2 separate regions of the Macaca mulatta genome follow, and region 2 is linked to region 1. The links are chromatin contacts, called in public Hi-C maps. All regions are on one chromosome and are shown on one strand. The core of a region is the stretch at or near the end of the contact, and the rest is flanking DNA. Distances in the headings are between cores, read along the strand shown. Region 1 holds the start of DONSON (DNA replication fork stabilization factor DONSON). Region 2 holds the start of SON (SON DNA and RNA binding protein).

Region 1 (7,394 bases), core at 1,425-3,924:
TCTAGGCCATAAATAATTCAGAAGTACTGGCAATTACATAGCATTTTGATCTTAATATTATAATTTCAATTAAATTAGCAAGAGAGATTTTTCTTTGATTTTTACATCATTTTCTGATTCTCTTAGTGACATACAGCCCCCTGTATCTGAGGGTTCCACATCCAGGGATTCAACGAATCAAAGATCAAAAATATTTGGAGACCGGGGGCAGTGGCTCACGCCTGTAATCCCAACACTTTGGGAGGCTGAGGCAGGAGGACGGCTTCATCTCAGGAGTTCGAGACCAGTCCAGGCAACATAGGGAGACCCTGTCTATACAAAAAAATAAAATAAAATAAATTAACCTGGTGTGGCAGTGAATCGCTGTGGTCCTAGCTACTTGGGAGGCTGAGGATCACTAGAGCCTGAGAGGTTAATGCTGCAGTGAGCATGATCATGCCCTCTAGCCTGGGCCACAGAGGGAGACCCTGTTTCAAAAAAAAAAAACTCTGAAAAAGTAATAACACAACAATTAAAAAAAAAAAGTATAACCACTACCTACATAGTATTTACATTGCATTAGGTATTATAAGTAACATAGAGATGACTTAATGTATAATGCAGCTGTGCCTCGGTTATACGCAAATATGCCTTTTTTTTTTTTTTTTTTTTTTTTTGAGACAGGGTCTTGCTTGTTGCCCTGGCTGGAGTGCAGTGCTCATTCCAGCTCACTGTAACCTCAAACCCATGTGCTCAAGGGATCCTCCTGCCTCAGCCTCCCCAGTAGCTGGGGCAACAGGCACATGCCACCATGCCTGGCTAATTTTTTAATTTTTTATAGAGAGCCTTGTTTTCCAACCTGCTGCGCTATTTTCTGTAAAGGACTTGAGTATCTGGAGATTTTGGTCTTCATGGGGGTCCTGGAACCAATCCTTCATGGATGCTGAGGAATGACTGTATATCACACACACACAAAGTTTACTGGCTTCTGCAAACAAATTTTGAGCCTATTACCAAACAGCCTGGTCAACAAATGTACATCTAAATTAAGATATGTAAGTGCTAAAATTGTTTTTAACTTAAAATGCCATATGTAATATAGAAATGAAAACTAGACACTATTTCATTCCCATCCATTGAGATAATAGTGGTGAGCACTTAGGATAAGCACCAGGCTTGAGTTGCTGCTCTTGTCACTTGTTCTTGGAAATTTAGGCTCTGTTACACCACCAACTCTCAAATCACTTCCCTGCTGTGGAGCTAAACTTGACGTCCTCCAGAATTTCTCTAACTTAACATGTTGAATCTCTGAGAGTACAAAACTTGAAACAAGAGAAAGTGATCTGCCTGGCATCCTCTGTTTATTGAATGGTTTTATTTAATTCTCCTTTACATTGCCACCTTAACAATCCTTCCAGCTACGTATCTTAAAGGATGTGATGGAGAAGTTATCAACTGGTGTTTTCAGGTACGCTAAAGTAACCAAATCATTGTTGTTTTTCTATTTTCAAGGAGCTAAGGCAGGCAGTCCCACTTTTGTTTTAGCTCTCGCCATGTGCCTGTTGCCTCCATATTTTATTATTAGGTTGGTGCAAACATAATTGTGGTTTTTGCCATTGAAAGTAGTGGCAGAAACTGTAATTACTTTTTTACTGACCTTATATTTCATTTAGATAAATAGCTGCTCTTTAATATTTATCAAAGTGTATCTGGTGGCACACCAGTAGGTACTCCCAGAAATAGAAGTGGCTTGTGAGTTTTCCTCACTCCATTATATAGTGTACCTCACCCTTTGCTTTTCCTCATCACCCCTCCCAAAGCAACTTGAAATAACCAATAGCTTGAAGGAGAGAAAACCATGGTATATTTGTTTAAAGTTGAATGTTTATCACTTATAAAAGAGGGAGTAGGCCGGGCGCAGTGGCTCACCCCTGTAATCTCAGCACTTTGGGAGGCTGAAGCGGGTGGATCACCTGAGGTCAGGAGTTCGAGACCAGCCTGGCCAACATGGCAAAACGCTGTCTCTACTAAAAATACAAAAATTAGCTGAGCCTGGTGGCAAGCACCCATAATTCCAGCTACTGGGGAGGCTGGGACAGGAGAATTGCTTGAACCTGGGAGGTGGAGGTTGCAGTGAGCCAAGATCTCACCTTTGCACTCCAGCCTGGGCAACGAGAGAAACTCCGTCTCAAAAAAAAAGAGGTAGTAAATAAAGAAGATAATTTTTTTTCCTTCAAAACTTAACCACTTTTAACATTGGAAACACTAATGGACAAATTTGTTTGAATTACTTAAAGTAATAGATTTGAGGCTGGGTGCAGTGGCTCATGCCTGTAATCCCAGCACTTTGGGAGGCTGAGGTAGGCGGATCACTTGAGGCCAGGAGTTCAAGACCAGCCTGGCCAACATGGTGAAACCCATCTCTACTAAAAATACAAAAATTAGCCAGGCTTGATGGTGCATACCTGTAATCCCAGCTACTCAGGAGGCTGAAGTATGAGAATCGCTTGAACCTGGGAGGCAGAGGTTGCAGTGAGCTGAGATCGTGCCACTGCACTCCAGCCTGGGCAACAGAGCCAGAGTCTGCCTCAAAAAATTAATAAAGTAATAGATTTGAGCACTAGGATTTGTCATATACCACCCCATTTGTTCTACTTTAACTTGACCTGACATTTCTAATTTCATTCCTTCTCAGACCTCAGTTGGATGAACCCATTCCACTGTATGAGGCAAAAGTTTCCATGGAAGCTGTTCAGAAACATCAAGGAAGAAAAAAGCAAGTTGTTCAATTTTAATTTTCTTCTTTCTCAGACTTCAATCGGATGAACGTATTCCAGTATTTGAAGCCAAAATTTTATTTGGAAATTGTTGAGAAAAACCAAGGAAGAGAAAAGCAAGTTGTATTTTTAAGCACGTTTCCCTGCTAAGACAAGATGCTCAGTTGACACATTTGAAAAGTGTTTGAAAAATTCTTGTGCAAATGATCAAGATAATTCTATAATTAACATCTTAAGGGAATTTTCTAAAGGCCTTTTCATTATTTCTATATATTTTGCCCCTGCTATAAAATTCCTTCCATGAAGAAAACTGCTTTCAGCAAAAGCCACACTACTCTATTGATAAAGCTGTTGCAGGCCTTTGCTAAGCTATCAAAGTAACGTATTAATTTTCTGTCAACTCCGTTCTCAACACCTTCCTTAAGTCTTTGCTGTCATCATTTAAGCATTTGAGTATATTTTGAAGTCTTAAAGGACCTAGCCCATAGGCACTTAAATTTTGTGTTTTCAACTATTCATTCACTCCGGCTTTCCCCAGGATCAAAGAAGAGGATCTCATTAACTTGCCAGTGGCCGCTGCCTGGAAGGCTGAGATGACCAGGCACTGGGAAGGGGGAAGGGAGGTTGTCGGGAGGCTGCGCTGGCATAGGAAGCGTGCTGACGTCTTATCTGAGTTCTCTATTTGGGGGTTGAGGAAGGTGGCCTAGTCCCCTCTCCTTGCCTATTGAGAGCAGCAGCCACTGCCCTCTCTCAAGTTTGTGGAAGCAGCAGCCCATGGCCGCAGCTCAAGTTTGTTTCCTTTTCATCCAGGCGCCAAACCCTGGGCTGATCACATCCCTGCTGCGGGCTTAAATAGCGTTCAGCTATTTCGGTGCCCCACAGGGTAGTGCACATCAGCGCCCTGGATCGCACGCTTTCCAGAAGCGTCGCTGAACCTGGCGATTGGACTCCTGTCGAGGACCCGGCAGAAGCGCCAGGGCAGGGTCACCGCTAGGACAGTGGGAGTTGACGGCCTCCGGGGATCGCGGCCGTGGGCTGGGTCTCGCGGGCTGCCAGCTGCGCATGCTCCGCTAGGAACCGGCGGGGGCGGGGCGGGGCGGGGCGGGGCGGGGCGGGGCCGCGTCGGGGACTGGAGCGAGGCGCGGCGCCACGTCGGGGGCGGGCCCGGCGAGCGCGGGAAGGCTCTGCGGAGCGGCCGGCAGTCCTCAGCCTTCTCGCGTCATGGCCCTATCGGTTCCCTGCTACTCACCCAGCTTCCGAAAGCCGCCCGAGGTAGTGCGGCTCCGACGGAAGAGGGCCCGGAGCCGTGGAGCTGCCGCCTCCCCGCCCCGTGAGCTGCCGGAGCCGGCGGCCCGCCGAGCCGCCCTGGCGGCGGGGCTGCACCTTCGCCCTTTCCCTGCCGCGGGGGGCAGAGGCGGTGGCGGCGGCCCGGCCCCTGCCCGGAGGAACCCTTTCGCCCGCCTGGACAACCGACCGCGGGTCGCCGCGGAGCCCCCCGACGGGCCGGCCCGCGAGCAGCCGGAGGCGCCGGGCCCGGTGAGTGTCTTGTAGCCTGGCCGCCAAGGGGCTCTGTCATGGGTTGAGCCAGCTGTGAATCGGGGGTGGAAAGTCCTCGCGTTGGAGGCAAGGAAATGGGCGCGAAGACTTCGGCCGCCAGTGGCTTTAGGGTGCTCCGCGCTGGGAGCCGCGGCTCTGGCAAGGCCGGATTTGCGGGAAGAGCGCGCCTCCGGCTGTCCCGCTGCGGGCTGTACTCACGGGACGCGTTCCCGAGGAAAGTGAGGGGCCCCTTGGAGGACTTAAAGGTGACTTAGAAGAGAGCTCGAAAAACCCTGAGACCCCCATCTTGCAAGGATGCTGTTCGATGGGGCAGGTGACAAACCCTGCTTCCCCCGTGATTCAGGGCCTCCCGTCTCTCACGCACTCCAAATTATTGTGGGGATGGGGGAATGTTGAGGATTCGTGGGGTCAGAATTCCCTAGCATTTGTCCTATCCAAAGCCTTTTGGATCTTTCTGTTGGAAACACCGGTCCTTGTTCCCCTCAATTTTGATACTAAAGTTCAGGCACAAAACTGAAGTGTTGAAACTCATAGATTGGATGGGGTGTGTCTGAATTTGGGTGCACTTGGATTTATTGAGAAGCGTGTATGCCAGGTGAGGCTCTGTACATACTTAATGCAAACTTCAGCATCCTTTAAAATTTAAAGGACAATATTTTTAACCTCAGTTTTTAGATTCTAATCAAGAAAATGATTTGCTATGGGAAGAGAAGTTCCCTGAAAGAACAACTGTTACTGAATTACCCCAGGTAATACTTTTTAAATATCATTAGAATGTGTATTTGTATAAACTTTTTTTTCCTAGCTAGGATTTGAGCCAATTTTTAAAACTACATTTATACTTCTCAGAAGCATTTTGCTTGGAAAGTAGTTTTACAGAGAGGCTTGATCAGGGGTGAAAATACCAGGGGTGAAGATACGACATCAGCCAAGGTAAAGGAGTTGGTTTGATACAGTAATGATGACTGTAAAGATAGCCAGTGCTAAAATAGGCCTAATAGACATGGGGGTTGTCTTTTACCCTCTAACAGTTTTTAATACTCTTCTTTGGGCAGTTGACTTCTCCAGCTCATCACTCAGAGCCAGCCCTCCTGGCCCACCTCCACAGGTTGTTGCATAGCACTGAACCTCGTTGCTCACCTGCGCTAACATACACACGTTTCCATTCCCCAACTGCTACTGTTGTGCTGTGTAGTTTGATAAATGCGGTTTGTCCTAATGGGAACAGGCTAGAAGAGTTCTCCAAGACCCAGTTTCTCTTGTAAATAAGTGACCTTCTTATGGTCTATCAAAGATAGTTCCCCCTTCTCTGATATTTTATTGTGATATAAAAGAATCCTTGGCCGGGCATGGTGGTTCATGCCTGTAATCTTTGAGAGGCTGAGGCAGGCGGATCACCTGAGGTCAGGAGTTTGAGAACAGCCTGGCCAACATGGCGAAACCCCGCCTCGACTGAAAATACAAAAAAACTAGCCAGGCGTCGTGGCGCATGCCTGTAGTCCCAGCTACTGGGGAGGCCGAGGCATGATAGTCGGTTGAACCCAGGCGGTAGAGGTTGGCACTGAGCCGAGATCACACCACTTCACTCCAGCCTAGGCGACAGAGGGAGACTCTGTCTCAATTAAAAAAAAAAAAAAAAAAATTCTTGTATCGTGGAGAATGTTGACATGAAAGGACAGCAGACAGATTGAGGGGAAATACATGAAGTCAGAAAATGTTTCTTAAATATGGGCTTTGTTAGCCCTGGATGCAGAGTTTCAGAGGCTTAAAAGATCCAAAATGTTTAAAGACTTGGAATATTTCTACTTCAATACAGACATCTATACTACCATGAAGAATAGTAAAAACTAAAAAGTGAAATCTGCCCGTCCACAACCCCTACCCCCAACAACAACAAATTCCCTCTTCCCACAAATAACCACGGTTAAAAGTTTAGTGTGACTCCTTTCAGACTTTTTTTTTTACAGTATGTAATATATTTTTCGTGTTATTTATTATACAGTTTATATGATTTTTACTTTTCAGTGATCATGAGTATGTTAGCTGATAAAATCTTTAGGTTGAAGGTGTTTTTCTTAATACTCGACTAATTTTTTGCATTCTTTGTTTTCTAAAGACTTCACATGTATCGTTCTCCGAGTCTGATATTCCGTCCTCAGAAAATACTGAGTTACCTGTGGACTGGAGTATTAAAACCCGACTCCTTTTCACCTCTTCTCAACCCTTTACCTGGGCAGATCATTTGAAAGCACAGGAAGAAGCTCAAGGTCTTGTCCAGCATTGTAGGGCAACAGAAGTTACTTTGCCTAAAAGTATACAGGTAACTCTGAAATAAAATAGTTATGTGTTAAAGTAACAAATTAAGTGTGAAATGATCTCCTTTGCAAAATAGCAGAGATACTACCTTCCATTAAGTTTTTCTTTGGAAATTTAAAGATACAAAGACTTAGGAAATTTTGTCTTTCCCAAATGGTGCTTATGGTGCTTTCATACCCTTTTTTTTTTTTTAAGTCAGATTGAGTAATTGCTCATAAATTTAGAGACTTGTACTGCAAATTAATCAGTGTTGCAGGCAAGAATTGTTAAATTATTTTTCTCTAAGGCTTTTTGAGAAAGAAAATACAAAGAAAGAAGTGAAAAGCAATTGAGTGGGATTGCAAGGACTGATGGATTTACCGATTTTCTTACCTGTATAAGGAAAATTTTATAAATTTGGGGGAGTTTGTGAGTTCTAGAATAGTTTTAGCGAAATACATTTTGATTGTTTTAAAGCATCAACTCAAAACTGGGAGGCTGGGCACAATAGCCCATGCCTGTAATCTCAGCACTTTGGGAGGCTGAGGTGGGAGGATTGCTTGAGACCAGCCTGAGCAATGTAGTGAGACCCCGTCTCTACAAAAAAAAAAAAATAGCTGAGCATGGTGGTGGGTGCCTATAGTCCCAGCGACTTGGGAGGCTGAGATGGGAGGATTGTTTAAGCCCAGGAGGTCAGGGCTGCAGTGAGCTGTGATTGCGCCACTGTACTCTAGCCTCGGTGACAGAGTGAGACTGTATCTTAAAAAATTTTTTTTGAAGTCTCAA
Region 2 (7,394 bases), core at 2,574-5,073, 46 kb after region 1:
AGCAAATAAGTACATCAATGTTTGTGTTTCAGTGGAAGTATGGAGAATTTAAACAAGCAAATCTTCATTAAATCAATTTTTAAAAAGCTTAAATTTACTGAATTTTTTTTTTTGAGACAGAGTTTCAAAAAATAAAAATCTCAGCTCACTGCAACCTTCGCCTCCTGGGTTCATGCGATTCTCCTGCCTCAGCTTCCAGTAGCTGGGATTACAGACACCCACCACCACACCCGGCTAATTTTTGTATTTTTAGTGGAGATGGGGTTTCTCCATGTTGGCCAGGTTGGTCTCGAACTCCTGACCTCAGGTGATCCACCCACCTCAGCCTCCCAAAGTGCTGGGATTACAGGAATGAGCCATTGCACCCAGCCTGAAGTTTTTAATTTAATAAATATCGTAAATACTGAGGTCAAACACTAGTATTAACCTTCAAATTTCAAAAAAATCTTAAAAGAATATTTTTGAGACAGTTAATTATCTCCAACTTACCTGGCTTATATCGTAGTTCTGTATCTAAGACCCCAGAAAGTACTTCCTCTATCTTCTGCACTATTTCTTCATTTGGTAGACTCCTGGCAGAGGCAGCTGCATCACCCGCCTGGTTTCCTTCAATGGGTGTATTTGTTTCACCATTCAGCTGGCCTTCATTCCTTCCACTTGACATGAAAAGTTATCGAAATTCATTAATATTTTGTCATACCATTAATAAAAAGAGTAATCCGATTAATTACAATAATCATATGTTGTACTGATGGTCAGACATTTTACCTTTTTCCTATTTTAGATATTCACCACTAATAATGCATCCTTAACAGGATCTACTTATATTTAGGACATTTCACCTTATACAATTAAAGTTTTCAGAACTATGAAAATTAAGAAAAACTCTTTAAAACAGGTTTCTAAGTACACTCTTATTTAAACAAAATAAATTCAGAAATCTAACTTTAGGCTTTTGGGTTGCCCATATATTTCTCTCAGGGGAGAAAAATTAATAAGAGCCCAGTCATAAATCAAAAGGCCTAACATTATGGTAGAAACCATGGCTACATTAAAGCCACACCTGTGCATAAATCACAATCACCATCAATAGTATCAAGGAACACAAAAGCTAGCCACAGGCACACTGAATAAAAAGGGTAACCTGTAACCTCTGTCCAGGCTTACATTGTTATTGAAATGCCACTAAACTTAAAAAGGAAAATAATTTATGCAATTTTTACACAATTATCAAGAACCGTGGTTTAAAAAACTCACATAAAACAAGTGGCATTTATACCAACAGTAAAAGCATAGATGGCTTAACACATTTTCCATTCACAGGGCCAAAGAAATCTTTAAATAGGTAAGAACATGTCATTCGCCCAGTAATTTCTACTATTTTCGTGTGACTTTGCAAAATTTTGAAAAATCAAATAATTTCAGCAACAGTTTGATTTTAACTTCAATTTTAGCTAAATGAAAACACATAAAACAATTATGCTCCACTACCTGATAAAAGTCTGAATGATGAAAAACCAAAAAAAATTCAGGAGTTACCTAAATGTTATCAAGGAACATCTGGTTTTCTAATACAATGAATTGTATAATTATAATTATATTAATTAACATTTAATGACTACTAGCTAGTGTCATACTGTTCTACATTAACTCATTTAATCCTAACACAACTCTAAGATCACCACTATTATTCTTTTATAAATGAAGAAACTTAGCTGAAGGTCACACAGCTACTAAGAGGTGAAGCTGGTACTCAAACCAGAGGCCATATTCTTACACACCATCTATAACAGAAGTTCGATAACATGTTTTAACTATCTGTCAGCCTCAATACTCTAATTTACATAAAAGCAGATGAGAAAAAAAATAGCTCACTGAAATGGCAAATAATCAAAAACTTGTTTGCAGACTGATAATGCATTGTGTGTTGCTTGAAGAGAAACTGCATATTCCTCTAGTAATAAAGTGCTTCGTCTACTATTATTTTTAGATATTCTTTTCTGTAGCACTTTATTTTACAATTTTCCTAAGCACTTATACATAATTATGACAAATCTGAAAATCAGAAAAGTAATTATGGTTTTAAAAGTTAATCTACAAGGAAGTAATGATTTCATCTTAAAGCTACCAACTGTTAACTGCATTTACTGAAAAGCAATGAAAATTTCAAACCACCTAAATATGCAACAATATATTCCTACAACAGGATTCTATGCAGCCATGAATAAGTCCAAAAGACAGAATGGGAGGGACAAACTTGTTAACAACGTATTAGCTGGAAAAATGATCAATACAAGATGATCACATATCACACAATACATGGGGGGGGGAAATGACATAAGAATATCAATAATGTGAGTTTTTTCTTTTCTTTTTCATTTCTTCTAAATTCTCTATAATAAAACACTCATTTTCTAAAGGAAAGACTAGCTTTTAAAAGCTACAAAAACACAGCTTGTTAAACTAAGCAAACAACTACTTAAAGCATCCAGCAAGATTTGTCAGGAAAATTATATTCTCTAAGCTCGGGTCTCTTCTCATCCTAAAACACTACTAGCAATATCACAGATATTTAAAAAGCAATGTGAGTGGATCTATTTCCACTTAAAAAGCAAAACATTCTGCAAAAGTGATGATTCTAGCAATAATACATCATTGCCCTAATAATCCTGTATTACTTTGGGCACTTACAACTGGTTTTCGGCCCATTTTCAAATTCACGTACTGCTCTTGCACTCAACTTTTAAAATACAATTAAAAACATTCGAACTCGGAACATTTACGTTTCAAGATCTCTTTCCTACCTCTGTACTTTAAAGAACTGAGTATCTTACACAAAGCTAATACCGAAAGACAACCGCTGAACATGATACACTATTTTCCTGACTAAACAACCATTTCTTTAACAACCTCTTCGCCTTCAAATTTTGTGAAGCCAAGCGCAAATTATGTAAAGTCTACCAGCAACGACAAAAATAGCGTGTCAACTGGGGCAGGGGTAGCAAGAAAATAACAGACCTACACACAAAGTCCACTTTCACTTGCTGTAATTAATCACTACCATTTCAAAGTCCCCTTCCAACGTCATCTCGAGTATTTTAACAAAGTAGCAAATATTAGTTTGAGTTAGTTTTAATTGAAACATTTAACTATTAGAACGGCTGAGAGACACTACAGGACACTAGGCTCCGAATAATCTTATTAATAGATCCAGACCCCCAAGCGCTCTGAAGCTCGCAATAATAAAGAGGATTTAAGATTACTCAAGAAACGGCCGTTAGAGACCCTTTCCGGTCATAGGCACCGGCCGGCAAAATCCGCGGAGGCGGAGAGGGGGAGGGGACACGCGGCGGCGGAGGAGGAGCTGAGGAAGGAACTAGGCCTGTCCCTGGCGGACAACCGGGCCTACGAGTAGCTAAACGGCAGGGGGGAACCAAACAGGGGAGAAGGGTGAGCATCTTAACTCGGTTCTAAAACAGGGAGTCTGGGGTTACCTCGGAAAAGGCGAAGTTCCTCGAGGGGAAAGGAAGGGAGCGGCTGGGGGGGCGGTTGGGGGGGGCCCGGAAAATGGATCCCAGGCCCAGGCGGGGCCTGAGCCGAGGAACGACGGCGTCTCCGAAGAAAGATGCCAAAGAAGGCTTGGTGAGGCCCTAACGGTCCGCTGGGAGCAGAAGAATCTGGGAGGCGTTTACCTGGAAAGCTCCTGTTGAATTTCCCGGAATTTGCTGACCACGAAAGACCTAAAAATCTGCTCGATGTTGGTCGCCATGGCGTCCGCTCCGTTCTCTCAACTCCTCCTCGCTAGTCCTCCAGGCTCCCAGCATGCCTCGGGAGGAGGCGCAGCGGCCAATTCGGTCTCTCGCCTTTCTGATTGGCTCCAAAGGGAACGCCCGGTCCGGCCCGCTCCACCGAGGGACCAATCAGTGAGCACGGCCCTGCTCTCCTCCGCTGTTTCTGAGCGGCTGGGGTAGAGGTGCTGACGTTTGCGCCGCGCACGACTATGTCCGCCATGTTAGTGTCTGACGCAGGCGCCATTACAGGAGTCGTCTCTCTTGAGGCGACTGTGTCCGCCTAAGTTGTCAGTACCCAGCAGTGTTTGGAAGCCTTAGGAGGCTTGCTAAGCGCCTGAGATTAAAGGCCAGGAGGAAGAGGAGCAAGAAGGGCAACCCAGTGTTTAACATAGGGCTTCCAGGCGCTCGCAGGTGGCGCCAAGTTCAGTTTCGACAGGGATATGCATCCGGGAGAAAATCTTTCAGCCCCCGCCCCCGCTGGGATGCGAAGGAAGAACTCGCTGTAGCCCTGTGTCTCCCCCAGTGCGTCGTATAACCAGCCTTATTTTAGGCCGGATGTCCTAAGTGACCGGCATTCAAAGCCTGGTTTATTTTACTCTCATCAGGAGTCAGGCGTGTCACGAGATTTTTCCGCGGTAGCTGGTCAGCTCTGACTCGTGAGCGGTGCACAATTGGCTAAGAATGGGTTTAGCATTTTGGCGCTCCCCCTCGGAGCTCCTGGAAACACTGCGTGGCACCCCATACCACTGTCACATTATGAACGTGCTAGAGCTTGGGTGTCTTGGCTGGGGAGCAGTCAGGCCGCGCCCAGGGCGGGAGGGAATCACTAGATTCTCGCCGCGGAGACCTAGGGCCGCGCGGACCAATGGGGCAGGGAAGCCGCCGCGGGGCGGGGCGGTGAGGGGCGGTGCCGAGCTGGTCCCGCGCTGGTCCCGCGCCGGTCCCAGTGGGCCCACTTCCGGCGAGCGGGTGCGCGGGAGCCAGGTGGCAGCCTGGTGTTGGTGCGTAAAGCCCCCTCAGCTTTTACACAGAGCGCGCTTAGGCTTTGGTTTGGGGATTTAAGATCGGGAACTGAGTGAAACCGTAGAAACTGGTTTGTAGAAATTTTCGTGGTGTTTGTAAATGCGGTGGGTGGGGGTTGACCATGTGCTTTTCACTTGTTACTGTTAGGCGAAGTTTCTGTTTGCTCTTTTACTCTTCCTGTTTTCTAAGATGTCAAGGCCTTTTTGTGTCTTTATGCGTTTTTAGAACATAACCCTAAATTGGTGTACTTTGTCAGATTTTCTCTTTATGCACCCGTTGTCTCTAACAGATTACTTGGTTAATTTTGTAATTGGTTTCTGCTTTATTCTCCGTATCCTCCGATGTGGCTTTATTTGCCTGTCTTATTCTCCTTATGTTACCCATTCTGATGAATGAGGCCCAAGGTTAGTGAAGTCCCCCAGAGTCTCCCTGCTAGTGTGGGGCAGGGTCTCTACCCAGGCCAAGGCGCTGTGTGTGACTCTGGAGCCCAGGCGTCCTCACTACTGGGTCGTAACGCTGTTTTCACTAAACAGGAGAATTTTCCCACTCTACTAGTATATTCAAACTAAAGATGTAACATTTGCTCTAGATTTAAACATCTGTTTGTTTCTGGCCATACGTGATATAATCCCAGCACTTTGAGAGGCCAAGATGGATTGACCACTGGAGGTTAGGAGTTTGAGACCAGCCTGGCCAACATAGTGAAACCCCGTCGCTACTAAAAATACAAAAATTGGCCAGGCGTGGCGGCGCACTCCTGTAATCTCAGCTACTTGGGAGGCTATGAGGCAGGAGAATCGCTTGAACTCGGGAGGCTGAGGTTGCAGTGAGCCGAGATCACGCCACTGCCCGGCAGCCTGGTCGACAGAGCGAGACTCTGTCTAAAAAAAAAAACCAAAAAACTGTTTATTTCAGATACGCATGGCAAGTAAAATGTGTTTTCCCATTACACTAAAATAGCTTTTCCTTCCGAGACTGTAATTTAACAGGGTTTTTTTTCCTTTCTCAAATTTTTAATGATCATCGTTTCACTTGAGAGAATCTAAAGCAAAATTGTTTCTGTTAGGCTCTACCCCCTCTTACCTGTGTGACCTCCAGCAAGTTATTTACCTATCTGGGCCTCCTTGTCTTACCTGCAAATTGGTGATAGTCATAGTATATCCTTCATAGGATTCTTTCATGACAAGCATTTTACCCTGCCCAAGGTAAGTGCTCAAAAAATGTTAGTTGTATATATTGTCAGCTTACATTTTTCTTAATATATGTAATCCCAACATCATCAAAAGAAGTTTTCAATTTTCTTTTTCTGTTACCAGTTTGCCTTGTGGTAAGTAAATGTAACAAGTTAACATTTACTACTGCTGAGTGCTAGATTGTGCTTATTTATAAATACCATTTCAGTTAATCTCCTAGGTTACACTGCTGTTGTATCCATCCTTCTAAGTCTCAGGTGCCAGAACTAAAGCGAAATGAGTTGTAATTTGATTTTTGCCTTCTCTCTCAATTTTCTAGCATATTGCACTATTTGAATTAGGAATCAGCAAACTATGGCCCACATACCAAATCCTGCTGCTGCCTGCTTTTGTACAGCTCACCAGATATGAATGATTGAGAAAAAGAACAGGAAATGAGGTTTTTGTGACATGTGAAAATTTTATGAAATTCAAATTATAGTATCCGTACATAAAGTTGTATTGAAAGCGAGTCATGCTTATTTGTTACAAACCTTTGATGGTTTCCTACTACTTAAAGTACTGATAGGCAACAGTGACCTCTGACCCACTGCCTGTTTATGGGTCAATTAAGTTTTCCTGGACATTGGTACATTGATTCATTTATGTATTATATTTGGTTGCTTTCCTGCTAAGGTGGCTGAGTCGGGTAGTTTGACAGAACCATGTGGCCCTTTTTGTGTAAAGTTGCTTACCCGTTTTCAGTATATCCTTCAATTTATGATAATCTGATTATCGTTAAGATTTCAAGGTTTAAAAATTGATATTTTGTAATACATTTTGAGTCTAAAACATGAAGATTCATTTCATAAGTAAGGCATGATGATTATTAAATCTTTTTGAAGTGAAGCCCAGAGAAGGGAGATTATCACATAAGGAGCTGAGAGTCATCATTTGACTCCTTAACCTAGCTCTCTAGGCCAGCCTGCCTTCTTTTTGAAATACCTCCCTTACCCTTGTGACCACAGTCATATTTCTCAAATTATCAATCCCAGTTTTTCAAAAATGAATCATTGGATGAAAATGTAATTTGTATGAGTACAAATGATTACTTAAATTATATTTACAAATCTGGATTTCTTTTTTTTTTTTTTTTTTTTTTTTTTTGTTGAGATGGAGTCTTGCTACGTTGCCCAGGCTGGAGTGTAGTGGCGTGATCCTGGTTCACTGCGATTTCTGCCTCCTAGGTTCAAGCAATTCTCCTGCCTTGGCCTCCTGAGTAGCTGGGATTTACAGGCACCCGCCACCATGCCTGGCTAATTTTTATATTTTAGTAGAGATGAGGCTCTGCCATGTTGGCCAAGGCTGGTCTCAAACTCCTGACCTCAATGATCCACCCGCCTCGGCC

The links. Hi-C and Micro-C count contacts between places; a contact is called where the count stands out from the background.
Region 2: a Hi-C map of fetal cortex germinal zone shows a contact between it and region 1, with 2.0 times the contacts expected there. The contact joins the promoter of SON here to the promoter of DONSON in region 1. A contact is called at or near these places in 2 of 14 Hi-C or Micro-C datasets (fetal cortex germinal zone and fetal cortical plate).

Annotation. Positions count from the first base shown.
Region 1 is chr3:13,794,363-13,801,756 of T2T-MMU8v2.0, forward strand. It overlaps DONSON (DNA replication fork stabilization factor DONSON), which reads left to right and starts at 2,675. Exons shown (of 11, transcript XM_015132987.3): 1 at 2,675-4,292; 2 at 4,982-5,062; 3 at 6,430-6,633. The coding sequence starts at 3,978. CRYZL1 (crystallin zeta like 1) reads left to right here. Exons shown (of 13, transcript XM_077995803.1): 12 at 1,398-1,447; 13 at 2,675-3,253. The coding sequence ends at 2,689.
Region 2 is chr3:13,838,924-13,846,317 of T2T-MMU8v2.0, forward strand. It overlaps SON (SON DNA and RNA binding protein), which reads right to left and starts at 3,824. Exons shown (of 14, transcript XR_013414932.1): 1 at 3,693-3,824; 2 at 490-656. It overlaps GART (phosphoribosylglycinamide formyltransferase, phosphoribosylglycinamide synthetase, phosphoribosylaminoimidazole synthetase), which reads left to right and starts at 3,331. Exons shown (of 22, transcript XM_015132982.3): 1 at 3,331-3,450.